Linked DNA regions of Mus musculus: region 1 is linked to region 2. A link is a contact called in public promoter capture Hi-C data. All regions are on one chromosome and are shown on one strand. Each heading gives the region's core, a stretch centred on a gene start, on an enhancer-like site or on the middle of the called end of the contact. The rest is flanking DNA. Distances are from core to core; before and after follow the strand shown. Region 1 overlaps Cerk (ceramide kinase). Region 2 holds the start of Trmu (tRNA 5-methylaminomethyl-2-thiouridylate methyltransferase).

Region 1 (2,700 bases), core at 39-2,538, 290 kb after region 2:
TGCATATGGGTGTACCCCGTCATGCCTGGTGACTAAAAATCTCTAACCCAGTAGCTCAGAGAGAGGCAGACTGGTCTAAACTTGCTTGACGCATGCTGTAATTACTTAACTTGGATCAAAAGAAAGTTCTAGGCTGGGCACGCAGCCTTGGGAAATAACAGGTTCCGACAGAAGCTGTGGGCTGAGGCTATGCCGGTCAGGGGGAGCAGAGGCAATTACAGACACAGCATCCTCTTTGAACACAGGCTGGACTCCCAATGCTTCTTTATGAATCACCTTGTATTTTTGTACAGATGAACATTGCTACCTGCTGGCTTCCTAGGTTGGCTCTCAACCCTGCAGTCTAGCTAAAAAAATCCTGCGTCTCTGCCAGCACCCAAATTAGCAGGCCATGCTGTGGTGGCACCTGTGATCCCTTTGTGGTAGTATTTTTCCCCAAGTTGGTGCCATTGAAATTGGGTCATCAGAACCTGGAAGGTTCGATCTGAGCCATGAAAGGATTGTAGTCATGCCCCCAGAATCCCCAGAGGCACATACACTGGGAGGGGCTGAACTGAGCAGGATCAAGCCCATTGCCTTGTGGACCCTGTGCCCACCCTGGGTCTGGGGCCACCCTCAGCATTCCACAGGTGGCTGCCTCCTGGGATTCCCATTTTTATACCATTGTGCCTCCGAAATTCAGTTTTTAGCTGCTTCTAATTCTCCCTTCCCTAGTCTTCCCCTTCCCTCACCCCACACAGCTCCTCGTTACTCCTGCGAGGATGTTACTCAGGACAGGCCCTGTGACAGACATCTGGACACCTTCTACATAGCAAGTAGCTTGCCACCAGCAGCCAATTCTCCGACATGGCCCCTCCCTTCTCCTGCAACTTACCCATCTTCCCCATTTCTGGGGATGTTGACCTGGCCCTCATGGAGCCGCCTCCAAATCCTGCCCTGCTTGTGACCCTGCACCCACTCCCTGTACCCACCCGACCTCTGACTGCCTCCTTCCTGCAACACCAGGAGGTGACAGAGGCACATCTCTGTGCTGTTATGGCTCACCTGCCAAGCTCACATCAGGTCCTCAGAACAAACCTGAGGCAGTGACCCTCTGATAAAGCCCCCTGTGCTTTGAGTCTAGGACCACTGAGGGCAGACTTCAAGCATTTCCCAGTGCCTCTTATTCATAACTGTGACTGTCCCTAAGAATCAGGTGACAGAAGTCACAGCTGCTAAGCACAGTCGTGGAGTGAGATAAGCATCTGATGTTCAGAAGACTAAGAGGCAACCGTGTTACATCACAAAATAACTAAAGTGTGCTAGTGACGGTTGGACAACTCTCTTAAAAGTGTGCCCACGAATCATGCTTCATCTTACATATTCAGAGGGAGTCTCAGACCAAGAAAGGAGAGAACAGTGTCCTAATGTCCCTGATGTCACATGCTCTGCTGGCCAGACCCCAAAGGCCATGCTGCACCAGGGACCCCACACAGCCACGCAGCCCACAGTACATTCCACAGCTGCCGTTGCACACAAGCCACACCACGGCTCATGTGACACTGGCATTGTCCCTTGGTGGGAACAAAAGCTCTAAAACCAGCACTGTTTAGATCCCCACAAGCATAACCGGATGGGTGAATTGGGAGGCGGAAAAACATTGAACTAGGGTAAGTCACATGAGCTGTCAGGAGGGACTCAGGCCTGGCGTGGGGGGGGGGAGGGGCTGGGGAGATCTTGTGATTGAGCTAGTGGTTCCGGAGAGAACAACAGTAGGAAGAGGGTAGGCCAAGAAGCAGTGAGGGACAAGGAGTCAGGGATGCAAGGAGAGAGGGGCTCTATGATGGGAATGTCATGTAGGGTGTAGGAGATTGTAGCATCTCCCTGCTAGGGACTGGGCGGGGCTAAGGGAAGGGAAGGAATGAGGATCTGTGGACAAAGAAGAACGGCTCGATAAAAATGACCTATCAGAAACCTGAGCTATCATCAGTGGCGCTGTGCTTCCAACAGGCCCCCCATCCCTGCACAGCACCTCTACATCTTCTACACCCCCACCTCTACATCCAATGCCTTGTGCCAGGAAACTGAGACTGTCAGTCACAGGGGTCAGTGGCGAGAACTGTGTGACTCAGAGGTATTGAAGGAGCTGGCATCTGGACCTCTTGGGGTGGAATGCCCCTCAAACAAGTTCTCTGATATGCAGTCTAGACCGTACGGGGAGATGCCCACACACCAGGATGGCCACATGGACACTTGATGACATCAACCACAGCAACTGAGAACAGGAGGGGGACCCTGGCAAACAGCTGGCCAGGCAGGAATTCTGGGCCCTTTCTTTTCCTATAGAATGCTATATTTCTCTGGTACACGTCCTCATACACTACCAGCAAGGTTAGAAGGTTCACAGAGACCCGGGATGAGAAGTGCAGTTTTTCCCAGACCAGGCAGGCCCCGAGCCTGTGTGATGAGGACACTGGCAACAGGCTGCCCTTCAGGGAACTTTCTGCTTTGAAGGGAAAGAAATAAGAAAGCCAGGGCTAGGCATAGCTCATCTGGTCCAAGAACGGTATGCTGTCTTGCTGTGCCCTGTGCTGTCTAGGCTGCAGCTGGGATGTGCCAAGAGCAGCCAACTTTCTCATGCTTCTACACTCAGCTTGCCAGGCAGCCTCGGCCATGAGTGGTGGATGTTACCCTAGGCTCTTGTAGATCCTGTTCCTGATC
Region 2 (2,700 bases), core at 16-2,515:
TTAGAGACGGAATTTTGACAGGAACTGAAGCAGAGGCCATGGAGGAACACTGCTTACTGGCTTGCTCCGCATGGCTTGATTAGTTTGCCTTCTTTTACAACCCAAGATCACCTGCACTGGTGTGGCTCTCACATCAATCAACAAATCTCACAGACTTGTCTAAGGGCCAATCTAATGGAAGCATTTTCTCAATTGATGTCCCCCCACCCCTAGCTTGTGTCAAGTAGACAAAAATTCTAACATAGGTTTGTCTGGTTTCTGCTACTTTGTGGTTGGCCCTATCATAGGTTCTGGTAGGAAAAGTGAGATTTGCTATACTAAATGCCCATACCCAAGAAGGGAGGTCCTGGTCCTCAAGGCTAGAACACTCCACAGACATGACCCCCTGCCCTTTTGTCTCTCTCTCTCTCTCTCTCTCTCTCTCTCTCTCTCTCTCTCTCTCTCTCTCTTCTCTCTCTCTCTCTCTCTCTCTTTCTGTCCCAGGACTCGTATCTATTTTCTTCCAGCAGCCACTCAACATCTGTCATGTGCGAGGCCCCCCACAATCAATTCAGGAAGAGCCACAGCTCCAGCCTGAGGTCCCCAAAGCATCCACTCGTTAGAGCTGATCCCCGCAGAGTGCTCGTTCGTCCTCCAAGAATGGCCCACGAAACAAACACTCTTAAATCACAGGCACCAGGATGAACAGGTGCGACTCCAAACTCTCCCAGTCTTCCGTGGCCCATCCTTCCCAGCTACTGTCTGGGTCTGGTTAACTACGCTCCCATCCCCTACTCCAACCCGTTGACTGAGCTGCTAGCAAAGCCTTACTGAGCAACGGTCCACTATGCTTTGTCCTCCACTGGCTCTGCACCCGCCAGGCCCGCAAGCATCTAGAATCCAATGAGAACGTGTTGACAGCCCTGTCCCTCCAGCGGGTAAACAGGAGGAGCCAGCGGCCGACACAGCATCTCGACCTTGTGTGTGCCCAGGAACGCCTTTGAGACCTCAAGCCCGAGCGGAGGCTGTTCCTGGTGCAGCTGACCCAGGAGCGCCAGCTGAGCACAGAAGAAAACGTCGCAAGGGCAGCGAGTGGTGGCTAAGAAGCCGGACCCGACCAACTCATCGCTGGCCTATCTGGGACATGCTGCCACCTAGTGCTCCTCGGCCGATCCGCCGCGCGGAACCCAAAAGCCTGCAGAACACTGGGTGAGCGGAGCACGTTTCCCGCCGGGTGAAGAGTGAGGACGCCCCCCCCCCCCGTCCCCCCCGTCCCCCGGAGGCTGGGACTTCCGGCGTAGCTTGGACGCAGCCAGAAAGCTCGCGGTGTAGCCTGATGTCGGCGCTGCGGCACGTCGTGTGCGCCCTGTCTGGCGGTGTGGACAGCGCGGTGGCGGCGCTGCTGTTGCGGCGGAGAGGTGAGGCCAGGGTTCCTCACTGGGGACAGGAGCTTGGGCTCCTCCAGGTCTGAGGCCTGGCCTTTTGCAGACTCCGCGGGCCTCCAGGCGAGGACACCGCCAACTCTAATGACAAAATCACTCCAGTGTTCTCCTTCGTTGGATGACAAACTTCACTCCGAACAGCTACCAGTTCTTCCTGACTTGTAGATGTAGCCTCATGGGTCCTTAGGGTTCGGATCTGATTCCAACGACCGGTGTACATTCCTCCTGCTGTGTGGCCCCACCTTGTGTCAACCTCTCCGCATTCACCTTGGCGGCTTTTAATGGAGTCCCCCTCAGCCGTGGATCATCTTCCCCGGGGCACGCGGGGTGCAGAGGCGCGGGGCCAGGAGCCTGGGCTTGGGCAAGTTAACTAAGCACCCCCCAGTAAAAATGGGATGACCCGTAATATGGGATGACTGGAATGATTAAATGGCACAGTATGTATTGAAAGGGTTAGCTATACAATGTGAGATATATCGGAAAGCAGGAGCGATTCTTTTATAATCACAGCTGTTATGACAGAGTAAAAGAGCCACAGGATACAGGTGTGTACTATGGTGAGAAAGGAAGAGGGAAGCATTTCTCTACAAAGAACTGGCTGCAGTAACACAGGCAGGAGGCAGAGGAGAGAGTGCCGGCCAGAATAGGATATAGTGGGGTTAGTGAAGCTGACGGTATTAAGGAATTTGGGGTAATGTTGAGTAGGCAGTGTGAGTCTTTGAAGGTTTCCAATGAGAACTGTGTAACTAGATGCTTTGGGAAGTGGCAAAGGTTGGCATCATTCTTACAGATTTATCTTTTACTACTAAAGGGAGATCAACTGCTGCCTAGTTTTTATGTCACATTAAAACTATGTGACATGTTAGGGTCCTCTGGTAGGAGGGAACCTCAGCTGAGAAACTGTCATCACCCTGGCCTGTAGGCTAGTCAGTGGGGCCTTCTCTTAATAATTGGTGTAGGAAGCCTCGTTCCATTAGGAGTAATGCTATCTCTGGGCAGGTGGTCCTAGGTTTTATAAGAAAACAGGCTGAGCAGGCCAAAGAAACAAGCCCATAAGCAGTATTCTTTTATAACCTATGATTCAATTCTGCCTTCAGGTTCCTGACCTGAGTTCCTGCCCCAGCTTCCCCTGATGGTAGACTGTGACCTTTAGGGCCAAATAAATCCTTTCCTCTCCAAGATGCTGTTGATCGTGGTGTTTATCATAACAGTGGGAACCTAGCCAAAACAAAGGCTCTCTCCCCTCAGGCTGCTACATCTAACTTTTACCCTTCCTTGG

The links. Promoter capture Hi-C pulls out the DNA fragments that hold promoters and counts their contacts.
Region 1: a promoter capture Hi-C map of neural stem cells shows a contact between it and region 2. The contact joins the enhancer-like site here to the promoter of Trmu in region 2. A contact is called at or near these places in 7 of 39 promoter capture datasets (the C10 cell line, the HPC-7 cell line, cranial neural crest and 4 more), 1 of 15 datasets of contacts at CTCF or cohesin (the NIH/3T3 cell line), 13 of 115 datasets of contacts at active chromatin or transcription factors (the 230-238 cell line, the SCID.adh cell line, T-cell acute lymphoblastic leukemia and 8 more) and 3 of 9 other capture datasets (adipose tissue, embryonic stem cells and liver).

What each region holds. Positions count from the first base shown.
Region 1 is chr15:86,167,118-86,169,817 of GRCm38.p6, forward strand. The region is part of intron 1 of Cerk (ceramide kinase); the gene reads right to left. Among named protein-coding and RNA genes, the nearest start is that of Gm15569, 17 kb to the right of the region's middle. Within about 2 kb of position 1,289, at least 149 of the 459 cell types and tissues checked have an H3K27ac peak or open chromatin away from gene starts, as enhancers often do. A contact at or near this core is called in the HPC-7 cell line, the SCID.adh cell line, T-cell acute lymphoblastic leukemia and 6 more, where this site is marked.
Region 2 is chr15:85,878,062-85,880,761 of GRCm38.p6, forward strand. It overlaps Trmu (tRNA 5-methylaminomethyl-2-thiouridylate methyltransferase), which reads left to right and starts at 1,266. Exons shown (of 11, transcript NM_028063.2): 1 at 1,266-1,397. The coding sequence starts at 1,316.